3 separate regions of the Zea mays genome follow, and all the other regions are linked to region 1. Evidence: chromatin contacts called from public Hi-C data. All regions are on one chromosome and are shown on one strand. Each heading gives the region's core, a stretch centred on a gene start, on an enhancer-like site or on the middle of the called end of the contact. The rest is flanking DNA. Distances are from core to core; before and after follow the strand shown.

The links. A called contact is a pair of places that touch in the nucleus more often than the background predicts.
Region 2: a contact with region 1 is called in a Hi-C map of tassel, with 2.3 times the contacts expected there. The contact joins the promoter of LOC103633583 here to the promoter of LOC100275622 in region 1. A contact is called at or near these places in 2 of 25 Hi-C or Micro-C datasets (ear and tassel).
Region 3: a Hi-C map of tassel shows a contact between it and region 1, with 2.2 times the contacts expected there. The contact joins the enhancer-like site here to the promoter of LOC100275622 in region 1. A contact is called at or near these places in 2 of 25 Hi-C or Micro-C datasets (ear and tassel).

The regions. Positions count from the first base shown.
Region 1 is chr1:33,803,480-33,808,061 of Zm-B73-REFERENCE-NAM-5.0, reverse strand. LOC100275622 reads right to left here and starts at 1,968. Exons shown (of 1, transcript NM_001149670.3): 1 at 1-1,968. The coding sequence starts at 1,873. It overlaps LOC100281862 (ATP-dependent Clp protease ATP-binding subunit clpA), which reads left to right and starts at 2,718. Exons shown (of 6, transcript NM_001154782.2): 1 at 2,718-3,007; 2 at 3,158-3,193; 3 at 3,273-3,382. The coding sequence starts at 2,802.
Region 2 is chr1:34,272,779-34,277,360 of Zm-B73-REFERENCE-NAM-5.0, reverse strand. LOC103633583 (40S ribosomal protein S20-2) reads right to left here and starts at 2,698. Exons shown (of 3, transcript XM_008655281.4): 1 at 2,327-2,698. The coding sequence starts at 2,612.
Region 3 is chr1:34,082,164-34,086,745 of Zm-B73-REFERENCE-NAM-5.0, reverse strand. No RefSeq gene overlaps it. Among protein-coding and RNA genes, the nearest start is that of LOC103633575, 49 kb to the left of the region's middle. Within about 2 kb of position 2,310, at least 18 of the 20 cell types and tissues checked have an H3K27ac peak or open chromatin away from gene starts, as enhancers often do. A contact at or near this core is called in ear and tassel, where this site is marked.

The DNA of each region.
Region 1 (4,582 bases), core at 719-3,218:
GTGAATCATACCATTTTGTTCCGGCATAAAATCCTTCTACATGAATACCTACCAAACTTGGGCCAGTTACCATGGTGTCATCATGCATCAATGGTTTGATGACCTTGGAATCTCCCACGCCATCATCATCCCCACAGTTAAGAATACTCTTCGCATCAAATTCACCCACATCATCCTTAAGCATCCACTTGTCGCACTTTGGGCTATCACCCATGAGCATCTTTCTATCCTCGCACTCTGCTTCCATCCTATCCCACGAGACAATAGGTCCAAGGCTTGAGCCAAAGTCAGTATCATCATCAAGCATCTCATCATCCTTGCAGAATGCTCGATCATGCTGGTCTAACTGGTGAGATACATCCGCTGACCCCCATCCCCTGACTTCTTCATTGCCTACCATCAATGTCTCATGTTGGTAGACATTACCCTCCAAATTAAACTTCCTAATCCTGTGCAAAACCTCAGACAACTCGGTGGACAGTGACCCTAACAATTCTGGGTGCATCTTAGCCACCTTCCCTTCTAGCAAGAGAACTTCTGATCTCAGATCCCGTACTTGCTGCAAGACTGCCTGGTGCGAATCATCAATATCAGCATATTCATACCCCTTTGCTGAAAAGGTAGGATCACCTTCCCCACTGACACCATAAATGTCTGGATCAAACTCAAGACCTCCCTTATGACCAACCAACCTGTGAACAATTCGTGCATTGCCATCAAGTGGCCCTGGCTCATGCCCTGAATGCACAGCGTAAAGCTTGAACACTGCAGTGCCCTCCTCCAAGTACACAAAACTCTTGTCTTTTTCATTGTAATTAGCTATCGGCACAATTGCCCGAATACGGAACCCACAACCACACCTCTTCGACTGGTATGGCTCTCGCTTTACCCGCGCCTTCTTACCCTCTAAATTACCGGCTGAGGATGCAGCACTCCCACTACTTGAAGTGGGCTCTCCAGCACGGTGGCATGCATAATCTTTCACCTCAGCCATGAAGGGCCTATACCTAATATACTTCTGCCTTATACAAAGAACAACCTTGTGCTTAGCAGCCAATTGCTGTAACCTACGAGCTACATCTCTAGCCGGCACATCCAATGTCTCAGTATATTCAAACCTGCGCCGCCGCTTCCCATGTCCAGGTGATGAGATAGTGAAATACGGCTGGCCAGCAGGCGCAGCTTTACAAACAGGGCATGCAGCAACACATGCGCGGACAAATGATTCTGGAATACCGTAGAATTTGGCCCCCACAGTCCACGACTGTTTGATGCGGTCGACGGTGTCCCTGAACGCGAGGTGCCGTAGCAGTTCAGGGTCGGCATGCGCCTCCGAGACTATGTCCCTCCACATGCCGACGTGGGAGACGCGCTGCGCGGCGTTGGACTTGAAGTGAAGGTGCAGGCCGTCGGCCGACGCGGCGAGCTTGTCCTGGATGCGCTTCCACGCGGTGAGGTAGGCCGTGTCCTCGTTTCGATCTTTCCAGACCGCCCGCCAGGAGGCGAGCACGGAGAGCGACGTGGCGCCGCGGACCTCGTCGGAGGAGGCGGAGCGGCCCGCGCGGATGCAGCGTAGCATGAGCCCGTAGGAGGCGGCGCTGAAGGTGTAGAACTGCGACGAGACGTGTGGAGCCGGGTCGATAGACGGCAGCAGCGCGAAGGAGGCGGAGGCACCCACCAGGCTAGGGTTCTGACCAGGGATTTGAATCAGCGCCTCGTCGTCGGCGTCGGCGTGGAGGAGGTAGCTGCAGGGGCTAGGATTCGGGGAGCTAGGGTTTGGGTCCGGCGGGTGGGGTGATTTGGGAAAGGAGGACGGGAGGAGGGGATTCATGGCGGAGATGGTGGGAGACGGCGACGAGGTGATCTTCGGCATCTCCGGGGAAAAAATTATGCTCTCGATTTTGGGTGATTTTCCCTCCTCAGATTCACAGTGCCCGTGTGTGCCGGTCGTCTTCCTCGAGCTTTATCTATCGCCTCTGCACTGCTGCGACACTTCGGCTGTGCCTCTGTGGACCGCGGGGCGGAAGTGCCGCACTCGTGTAACTGCAAGACTGGCCCGCATAGCGATATGATTTATGGGCCGACTGTCAGTTGGTTTGGTACTTTCGAGTGTTTCTCCTCTTCGCCTGGCGACAGGGGACGACTCTCCCGCGCGTGACCCGACGACCTAGGCCCGGGATATGATATCTAAGTTCCACCGGGTCAATATGGACGCATCAGTTATGAGAGTAATATCCATTTTATTATCAGTATTTTATTATACATTTTTATCGTTAACCAACAGTTACCATCGCATTTAGTTTTTTATATGTTTTTAGCTAATATAAAAGATAGTGTTTTATTAAAATATAAAAGATAGTGTTTTACTAAAAGCTCCGCCGATGATGTTAAGGACATCTTAGACTCTTTTTAAGAACTTCTAATGTAGTTTTAAAACGACTAACCGAGAACATGTGCAATGATAAATTGCCTTCTAGTAAAGCACAATCGTATAAGAATAATGTGATTTGTATGCCCCTAGTTACAAATATAATGATACAATGACTCACAGTTCTAAACTTTGTTGTGCCAACCTTCTTCTTTGCCGTACATTCCTCTCCAATCATAAATTAATCCTACGTGATACTATAGGATTAATTTTTTTGCAGTAAAGATTTTTCCGAAACGAGAAGACTACGGCAAACTTTAGAAAACACCTTCCGTCCCCTGGCCATTCTGTCACACTACTCAGCCAGCCCGCTCTATCTCTTTCCTCTATCCAAGCCAGAAAGGTAGAAACCCCCCGGAAACAATTTCCGGCCATGGCGACCGCAGCCCACCAGGTTGCCGCCACCTTCCTCTCGTTCCTTTCCTCCTCCACTCACCACCTCGCCCCTTCCTCCGTCTCCCTCGGGACAACCTCTGTCCTACCCGTCTCCCTTCGGGCCGCTGGCACACGTGGCCCACGGCTCGCCTACCGCCTCCGGGGCCGCCGCGTCGGTGCCGCCGTCGCCCAGCTCCCCACCACGTAAGCAGAAATGATGATGATTCAACCTCTCACTGAAGTTAATTAGTCTTACATCTCATGGAAGTTAGCACATTGATATGCTACTGCTTTGTTTCTATTATTTTACTGCGCAATTTGATGATATGCATCCCTGAATTATTGTGTCTTCAGGCATCCAGAGGTAGTTTCTGGGGAGAAGAAGATCAGGTTAGGTGACTATTCCGTAGGTTCTTCAGGTTCGGGGAGCATTAGTGTCTATTTGCGGCTGACATGATGATTCCCCCAGATGGTCATCAAGGGCTGTGCGGTCTTTTGCGATGGCAGAGCTGGAGGCCCGGAAGATGAGGTACCCTACGACAGGCACTGAGGGGCTCCTCATGGGCATTCTTGTTGAAGGTGAGGGCGTGAGGCAAGGGATCTTAGATATTAAGTCCTTTTTTTGCTAATTATGGAGCCATGTCATAACTTAAGGGCATGTTTGTTTCTTTGCAGGATTATATAATCCAGATATTTTATATAGATTATATAATCCAGTTCATATAGTCCTATTATAGGTGTTTGTTTACATAAACTATTAGAAGGTAAAGTGCCAAACAATAATCTAAAATTAATCATCTAATGACCTGCTTATGGATTATCATAATCTAGATACCTCATTATATAATCCACTCCAATAATCTATACTGTTTGTTTGCCTCTTAACTTATTTAAGCTGGATTATACTACAATTTAGAGGGTAAACAAACAGGGCCTGAGTGCTTTATGCTAGCTGTGAATTGTGTGTTTCTGGAATTCAAACAAGTAAAGATGATCTGCTACAGATTGTAAAGTTTGTGGAACTTAAACAAGTAAAGATGATGATCTACAAACCATAAGAGTGTGAAGATTCATAATGTAGCTGTAGTGAAGCCTAGTGAACCCAAATGCATCACTAACTACATAGAATTGTTGGAACTGGTGTGTTCTTGAACATGCATTTTGTATATGGTGTACGTGGCTAAAATTCTTTCTACAAAATGACAAATAGATAAAAACTGTGCACTATATCTACATGCTTCATAAAAGCACGCTACAGTGATCAGTGATTTGGATTTAGTGCATAATAAAAAAACATTACCTCTACTTCCAGTTCCAAATGTAGGTCGTTTTAGCCCTCTCACCTTTTCTCCAAATGTAGGTCATTTCAAAACTAATGTGGATCTTTCACCCTTTTCTTCCTAACTTCCTACTTAACAAATGCTATCACTCACATACACCCTCCCGGTATTATATTAAGAAGAGACCCAAACATGGTCCCGACCAAGAAAATCCTCGAACCCTGGCCCCCCATCGCTAGCGGGCCGTCACCGCCCACTCTACAACGGCCTAGCCGGAGGGTGGAGCGCAGGACATAACCTGGGAGCGGGCGGGGCACAACGAGGGATTTTTTTAACCAAGCCTTAAATTCGCCCCCGAGTGGGATCGAACCCGGGACCTGGAGGTGCTACTCGGAAGCCTTAACCATTACGCTAGAGGCCCTTTCGCCTCGTTTGATATCCTTCATTAATCATTGTGCACAAATCTAAATTGATTTACATTTGGAATCAGGAGTATAGA
Region 2 (4,582 bases), core at 1,449-3,948, 470 kb before region 1:
GCCTCCAGGGCCACCCCATGGCCGTCATCACATGAGCAGGCTGTGGTGCGCCTGCAAGCCGCAGTGCGCGGCTTCCTTGTTAGGCGGGCGGTGCGGAAGTTGCACTTGCTGATCAGCTCATCGCTGCACCAACTCGCAGCCTGCGCGCCCAACCACCAGGTATCGTCTATACTTTTTGAACCCCCTGCAGAAGTCGAGATCTGGGTATGCAGCCCCCCTGCACGGCCAAAGAGGGTCGTCTCCTTCATTCGAGCACCTGCCTTGGTGCTGGACAGACCCAACATAAGAACGGGTTGGTTCCTCCACCTTTCATCCAACGTGAAGGCCGTAGTTCAGCTCTTTCCTTGGGATCCAGGAGGACAGGAGGACATAGCTGCAGTTCAAATTTATAATTTAGTTCCACAATTATTTTGTATTTTCGTCTTAAATAATAAAGGTAAGCCGAGATGTAAAAGGTTTAACCTTAAGTCGTGTCAGGTAAGTCTATAGCAGCTCGAGGACGAGCTGGTCCTCAAGGGAGGGGGAGATGTCATGGGCATCATAGGGAGTGGTCACGCATGTGGGGCCGCACCTATGTGCGCCAAAAGCGAGAGGCCGCAGGGGGCGCTGGCAGCAGCGCGCGCAAGGAAGGCACGGGCGCTGGCAGCAGCGCGCGCAAGGAAGGCATGGCAAAGGAAAGCGCGCACAAGGAAGGCATGGCAAAGAAAAGCGCGCACAAGGAAGGCATGGCAAAGGAAAGCGCGCGCAAGGAAGACATGGCAAAGGAAAGTGGCTGATTTGGTGGCTAAATTGATAGACCTAAATTGTAGGGGAGATAATTTCAATTAGTCACTTGCCTAATTAGTGGTTGCCTAGTTGGTCAACCGGTGGCCTATATATAGGCCTGAGACAAAGGAAGAAGGAATATATTATCAAACCAATCTCTCTCTCTTGAAATGACTCTCAAGCGCCTAGGGCTGCTACCCTAGAACCAAGCCTGCGGCAGAGGGGTATAACCTCGCCGGAGAAGACAGCTATTCTCATGGACCGAAGGTCCATGACACAATCATTCAAGCTCTATTTGCGAGAGCTGATTCAATGTGCTTTGTGCCCCAAACAAATAAAAGGAGGTATCAAGAGGGTGAAACAACATCTAGCTGGTGACTATGGAGACATTGTCAAAGTGTCCTAACACTACTTTGATCCTTTGATTTTATAAGACTTTGATTGGGACAATGAATGGGTTGATCCATTAGCTAATTCTTCTCATGTTAGCAATGCTCTTGGAGATTATTTCAATTTATCAAATAACTCAACTTATGTATGAACTTATTCTATATTTGAATTTCTATGTTAAGTCTGAAAAGACGTTTCAACATTCGTTTAAACGTTTAAATGTTAAAAAGTCGGCTCATAACGTTTTAACGTTTTACCACTTTAATAACCATAGTATGTGTTCTATATACGTGTCTACATTTAGCATCATCTAGTTAAATATCAACAAAAAAAAAGCTAAAACGGATACTATTTTGGAACGGAGGAAGTACAAAAAAGCATATACAAAGGAGACGAGTGCAAATATAAGGAGGTGTTTGGTTTCTAGTGACTAATATTTAGTCCCTACATTTTTATTCCATTTAAGTTACAAAATTACTAAATATAGAAACAAAAACTTTATTTTAGTTTCTATATTTTGCAATTTATACACTAAAATGGAATAAAATGATGGACTAAACATTAGTCCCTTCTAACCAAACACCCACTAAAGGGGTGTTTGGTTTCTAGGGACTAATGTTTAGTCCATTCATTTTATTTCATTTTAGTCTATAAATTGATAAATATAGAAACTAAAATAAAATTTTAGTTTCTATATTTAGCAATTTTAGAACTAAAGTGGAATAAAATGTAGGGACTAAAAATTAGTCCCTAGAAACCAAACACCCCCTAAATATCAGTTGTCAATTCCTTTGATCCTTTCTTCTATAGTACAATCCAACAGGACAAACAAAGCACTTAGGCTGCACTGCTTGTGCACAGGCAAACAGTAGATCAAATCGCGCATAGGAGCATTGTTCGGCAAACCAATACAAAAGAAAATGGGTTGACGCGCCAGCAATTCCGACCAGCGACTAACTGTCTGAGACAGATTTGTACATGTTCTCGAGACAAACACGGAATGCGACGAATTCGACAGGCAGATCCAAAACATAATTCTAAACAATATACGAATCAGCTATCAACGGAAGCTTGTCTACGCCATTACGATATACTCCGTACTAGCTAGATTAGCTAAACTACTAGATCACATTAGAAGATATGGGTCTGAAATCATGAGGTTTGGTTATACCTTTCTCCAGGTTCTTGACGTTCTTGGATGAGAGGGTGATGCGGATGCGATTCAGCTGCAGCTCGGGGGCATCCTCGACGCCAAGCTTCCCCTTGAGGCCGCCATAAACTGCCGCCGCCGCCATGGTACTCTTGCGCTCGGGGAAATGGGTCTTCGCTTCCTCGCTTGGCTGCTCGGTGTAGGTGGCGCTGCAAGCTATAGGTTTTCGCCGGAGTATGGGTTCGAGGTTATTTATATGAGAAGTGGATGTGTCGGCCCAACTGCAACAAGGCTTTTGACGGCCCATCTAGTCTTTATCAACATTATTTTTAGGGTTTGTTTTTCCAAGAAGAACTACATTAGAAATTCAAACCCCCAGTGTCTCTGTCTTTTTCTAGGATGAGAAATCTCAAGGATGTTATTTAAATAACGCATTTAGTTATTTATGAAAAGTTTTTCCTCCTTAGGTTTGGCTCCTTTTACTTCCAAGCCAACACGAAAGTTATATATAAACTATGTTAATGGTTTGCTTCGATGAATGAGAAGCGATTGATAGTTGATTGGTACGATTGATAGTTGATTGGTACGATTGAAGTTCAATCAAGAGAGAATGAGTGAAGAAATGGGAAGTAAATTTGGCAAAGGCAAAAAATACATAGGTTGATGGATTTAAATGTCTTACATTTGATGATTGCTTATATTATAGTGTATGAGGAATTGAGGATGAAATTAGGGATGAAAACGATCAGGAAAAATACCGTCCCATCCCATACCGTATTCCCGTTTTGAACCGTTCGTTTTCGTTTTTTCGGGAAAATAAGAAAACGGTACGGGAACCGGGATAGGTATGTCCGGGAACGGGTCCGAAAACGGTTGAGAGTGTTTCCCGCCCGTATTTACGGTATCCCGTATTATACCGGGAATTTTCCATATTTTCCCGGATGCAAAGCCCATTAAACATTGGCAGATTGGCCCACGCTAGTTACAGCCTACAGGCCTTGCCCCTTGTCCACCGCCCACGGCCCACCAGTCCACCACGAGTCCACGACACTAGCTAGCCATTTACCTCGTTCGTCCATACGTCCATCAGCAGGCAGCACCGTAGAATCCACCAGCCAGCCACTGCGGGTCTGCGGTGGCCGGCGGCAGCAGCATTACAGAGCCCCCAGCCAGCCCCAGCTTGCGGCAGCAGCAGCAGGTGGCCAGGTTGCGGCAGCGGCGCCTGGGACCTGGCTGGCCGACCCTGCTCGAGTGCTCGCATCTCGGCTTCTCCTTTCTGCGCGCAGCGGTTCACAGGTTCAGGCGTTCAGCGCCACGCCGCCGTCTTGTAGTTGCTCTTGCTTTAGTTATTAGTTTAGTACACTCCTCAGTGCTCAGTTAGACAGTTAAATGGAAAACTCGAACTGTTCTATGCGGCAACAACAAATTTGTCATTATGTGTTGGTGACTTGTTCTCAAATGCTTCGAATTAAGAACAAGGCAACATAAAAAGTGTTACACATTAAGGTCCTTCGTCCTTCGAAACATTATGTCCCTTCGGGAAATAATGATTTAGGACGAAGGTTATCATAGACATACCTTCGGGAATATAATAAGTAATGCCGAAGGATTCATATAAAGCATGAAATACAAACATCAACATAAAATCATCTCTATTTTATTAACATGGAGAAATAGAAATGATTTTAAATTACAAATGTACCTTTGGTCCTGAGAGAAGGTAAAAAGTACAAGCGTGATGCAAAAGCCAATGCCAAGTCAGCGTGAACAGTACGGGAGTACTGTTCATCTATTTATAGACGCGGGACGCAGCCCACGTAAAATTACATCCATGTCCATTACATTTGTTAACGGCTTATGGAAATCTGTCGAGGCCCCCGAAGTCTTTTCATCTTTAAGTCGGTTCCCCCTTCTGCCATCGCGCCGAAGCTTCCCTGCGCACAGCTTCGGCTACACTCGACCTTCGTCTGGTTCAGGCTTCGTCCTGGCCGTGCTCCATATTCATAATTCTGGATCCGAAAATACCTGTTCACATAATCCACTCGGAAAACATTGTCAAATCATGTTTTTGAGGACCTTCGGAGGACGAAGGCCCCCAACAGTAGCCCCTCGCAATATTAATTTGTAAATAATAAATTCAGATTGCGATATGGACGAAGGCCTTGAGCCGAAGGTCCGAAAAAACACCTTCCCTTTGCTAGAATAGCAACATCTACTGACAAGCGGGGCCTTTCAATTTTCAACGCCCTAGGCGTATAAATAAGATCACATCGCGAA
Region 3 (4,582 bases), core at 1,061-3,560, 280 kb before region 1:
AGTTGCTCTTACTTTTGACATTTGGAGTAATAAGTCTAAAGAGGATTATCTCTCTGTTGTTGCTCACTTTGTGAATTCAAATTGGGATTTAGAAAAAAGGTTGATTGGTCTTAGGCTAATTGCTGGGAAACATTCTGGTTCTAACATTGTTGAATGTGTTAACATGGTGGTAGATGAATATGGATTAACCGATAATTTTTTTGCTATTACTCTTGACAATGCTTCATCTAATAGAACTGCTATGTCTTTTCTTAAGCCATTATTCTCTGGCTATCTTGGGTTTGCAACTGATGATCAAGAAGATGAGTTGGCTTCTATTCTATTGCATCAATGTTGTGCATGTCATATTGTCAATCTCATAGTTAAATCTGGTTTGAAAAGGGTAAAACATTATCTTGAGGACTTTAGAACTGCTATAAACTTTTTGAATTAATCAAACCAAAGAATTGTTGCATATAAGAGTTATTGCTTGAGTATGGGTGTGTTTCTCCTAGAAAATTTGGTGTAGACATGGATGTCAAATGGAATTCAACTTTCTTGATGCTTAAGCACCTTGTTCAACATAGAAGTACATTTGTTGTTTATATTTAAACTAATTGTCCATTGGCTATTGATGGTACTTCTTTATTTACTAATAATCACTAGTATGTTACGGAGAAATTGCTATCCTTTCTTCAGTTGTTCTATGACTCTACTGTCACACTTTCATGTGTTTATTATCCAACTGCTCCATTAATGCCAAATACTTATAATTGGTAGACATCTGAGTGCATTTGAAAATGATGCATTATTAAGGGATGCTATTGTTCCTATGAAAGATAAATTTCTTAAATATTGGAGAGAGAGATACTCATTCTCTATGTGTTTGCTTTCATTCTTGATACTAGAGCTAAAATGAGAGGTTTTCATAAAACTCTTGAACGTTTATCTACTCTAACTAGTACAGATTACTCTAGGTTTCCTCAAGATGTGAGGAAAAAGTTAGCTAAACTCTTTCAGGTGTATGAGACAAATTTTGGTGATGTATGCTTACGTACACATCAACCATCAGCTACTAGTAATGAAGGTAAGAACAAAATGGCCTAGAATGACATATATGGTGATGACATTGCAGGTAGTAGTGTTCCATCTTCATCTACTACTGCTTGGGCAGATACATCTCAGTTTGAGCTGTCTTCATACCTTGACAATGATACTGTCAATCCGTTTGATGATAGTTTCAACATTCTCTCCTAGCGGCAAGACCATAAGCTAACTTACCCTATTCTGTCTATCCTTACTAAAGATGTGATGATTGTGCCTGCATCTACCATATCCTCGGAATCTAGTTTTAGTTTGGCTGGCAGGGTGATCGAGGAGCGACGACGACGACTTACAAGTGACATGGTGGAGGTCTTATCCTGCATCAAAGACGGGGAGTTAGCGGACTCCCACATGCAACATAATCTGGAATGGCAATATGTACTTGTTGTAATGGACTAATGAATTTATGAACATTAGAATTTAAGAGTTGGCTGCACTCTTTTTTCTTTCTTAGGGTTTTCTCACGAGGTATGAGTTTTTACCTATGAAGGTTTTTAATAATACAACATTGCACATAACAGCTCCAATATAATCTTTATATTCTTCTACTTGATGAATTGTCTGTTGGACCTATATACTTGTATCTGAATATGTATAGTAGTGTCTGAATCTGTCTAAATTTGAGTATTCTCATGTTTCTGTATTCGAGTCTGGCCTCACACTATACCACAGTGCCATGGTTAGTACACTACCGTGCCGTGTCTAGGCTGCACCCAAGTTGGCCATGCTGGCCTGGGCCGAGATGACCACCGTGCCGTGCCTGGATGGCCTTGTTCCGGCCGTGTCCAAATTGTGCCCGTGCCCGGTCGTGTTGGGCGGCACGTTTGACATGTATAGGTCCGTCAGACCATGACTGATTTTAGCGCTAAAAACACTGAAAACCCCACCGTTTCACACAAAAGAAAAGGTTGACCAGCGTTAACCGACCCAGCTACTGGAGCCAGTGTGTGTAGCCGTGTAGGGCAGCACAGGGCGGGCATCCATCAGCTCGCTGCCATTTCACTTTGCTATCTCAACGCAACGTCGACCGACGAAAGCTGGGATCGATGTAGTTGCCTAGTTGGTGGGTGACAAAGCTCCGAGTTACCATGCTCTTACACAGTGCATTCTTGGTTCGTCCAGTCCGCAGTGCGTTCGATCCGTCGCCATCGCTGGGTACAGATCCAAAGGATGGGTGGGTGTCCCATGGGATGGTAAAGGAATTCAACGCTCCAGACCGGTCCATGCGCGCCACAAAGACAACAGAGACCTTGCTCAGGTTGCTGGTCCGGCCACGAGGACCACCACCACCGATCGGCTGTGGCCTGTGGCAGACGCCAGCCGCCAGGCGGACAACCCCGGCCCCCCGCGAGCAAACAGCGCATGCATCACGGTCACGGCGTCCGTCGCCGCCTGGTCTTCGACCGGGCATGGCATGCCGCATCCGCATGCAACGCCAAACGGCTAGCAAAGCCCACCGCCTGACCGCCGGGCTGCTGCGCGCAGTTCTCATGCATGCATGCACACACGCACGCAGGGGCGCAGAGACGCAGAGTACCAGTGCGATTTGTCAGCGGCGGTGACTGTAGGTAGTGGAGTCGCCTGTGCGCAGGGGCGGATCTACGACCGGGGCTGCCTAGGCTGCAGCCCCGGTCGCGGCCCATACAAGCGACCAGAGAAAGGTGCAGTACACATATATACACGCATCGGTCTAGTTCAGTTTTGGTTAGTTGGTTCTTTTGCAGAAGAAGGGAAAGGAACAGCGACCCAAGAAAGGCTGCGTCTGCCGCTCCTCCTCCTACGGGCTACGGGCTAATGCAAGAGAATTAACAACAGGCTCGAGCTCCTCACCTGTCTGCTCATAGTTCTTGGGCTGGTTTCGATTGCCACCGTCAGCTACTGCCGGTGTCAGAGGTTGTGCCAGCGTTTCCATGATCTTTGGTAATTTCAAGTCTTCCATCTCGGTGAGCTCGTGAATTTATTTATGGGGTTGTTGGGACGTCGCAGGCCACGAATGCTGAGACTCCCGGCTTCACATTGAACGTCCAGCACTGACGACGACTGAACGAAGACGAGCTCGTGAAAAAGAAAGTGTCCTGAACATTGACGCTTAGGGATTGTAATGATCTGAAATGTTTAAATTATATCTTGCTTCTTGTGTTATACTAAACATTAATTATATTTTTTGTTTGGTTTAAAAAAAATTATAGTCTTAATTTAGTAGCCCCCGTCTTGAATCAATTCTGGATCCGCCACTGCCTGCGCGCGTGTCCCCGCGCCGGTCCAAAACGCCACCTCTTTGCGTCCGTCACTCAGCTCGTCCGGAGACACGGCGACGTTGCTGCTTTTGTTGTTTGTATACACGTACGGGATGAAGCCGGACACTCCCAGAGGTATAGATGAACAGGTCAGACCGCAAGAGAACTGCATTTAGGCCATGCTGACTTGCTGAGACATGATTACGTCAATACAGTATCTTTTGGGACGGCCTGATAAAGATAATCAGGTCAACTGAATGATAGGGAAACTGCCACGTTAGAGTGTAGCTTTGTCACGTCAACCGACTGTCAGTCAGTGCAAATAATACAACAACGCTCCCTTTCCTTCCTGTGAGTCTGTGATTACTGATCCTATGTGACACTCTTTCCAGCATCATGTGTACAGCTTGGATTTCCGCATCTACAGAAACTAGCTCGGCCCAACAACCAAGTCCAGCTTTGAGCCCATGAACCATCGACATTAAAGGCCGAAACATACACTAACTACTTCATAATTGGGTCCATCGCTAGCGGAGGAAGAAACTACACCTACAGGCCGAGATCACCCCCAAACAGTTTGGCTATTTTGCCGGCATATTCATATTCCCGATTAAAACTGCTGTGAACTGAGTAAGCGACGCCTCTCGCAACAAATTAACCTGCACAAGATTAGGTTAGGCAGGTAACAGTGTCACCAATAGAGCATGTCCCATGGCAACATGGCGTGCGATGGTTGTCGCCTGTCCGGCTGTCCGTTCGGGGCATTACAATCCATTCTTTCCTGATTATTACGTCAAAAGTTTCAAGGAGGTGAGACAGGGGATCCTCTGTACCCTATTCTTTTTTAACTTTGTAGCTGATTGCTTGGCAAGAATGTTGAATAGAGCTCAGGAAAATGGTTTGTTGAATGGTCTTGGAGATCGCATTGTTCCTCACGGTGTTATTATGCTGATGATACTATTATTTGCATTAAAAGAAGACTTGGAGAAGGCCAGATATCTTAAGATTCTGCTCTGTATGTATGAAATCATGTATGGTTTGAAAAAATCAACTTCATGAATAGTGAAATTTTTGTTATAAATGGAAATAGTATGATTGATGAACAATATGCAAATAAATGGAAATAGTATGATTGATGAACAGCATGCTAACCTTTTCGACAGTAAGATCAGTGATCTCCCCATGAACTATCTTGGAGTGCCTGTAAGTTCAGCAGGCTTCGTGTGTATGACTGGGTTAAGCTGGTGGAAAAGGTTGATAAA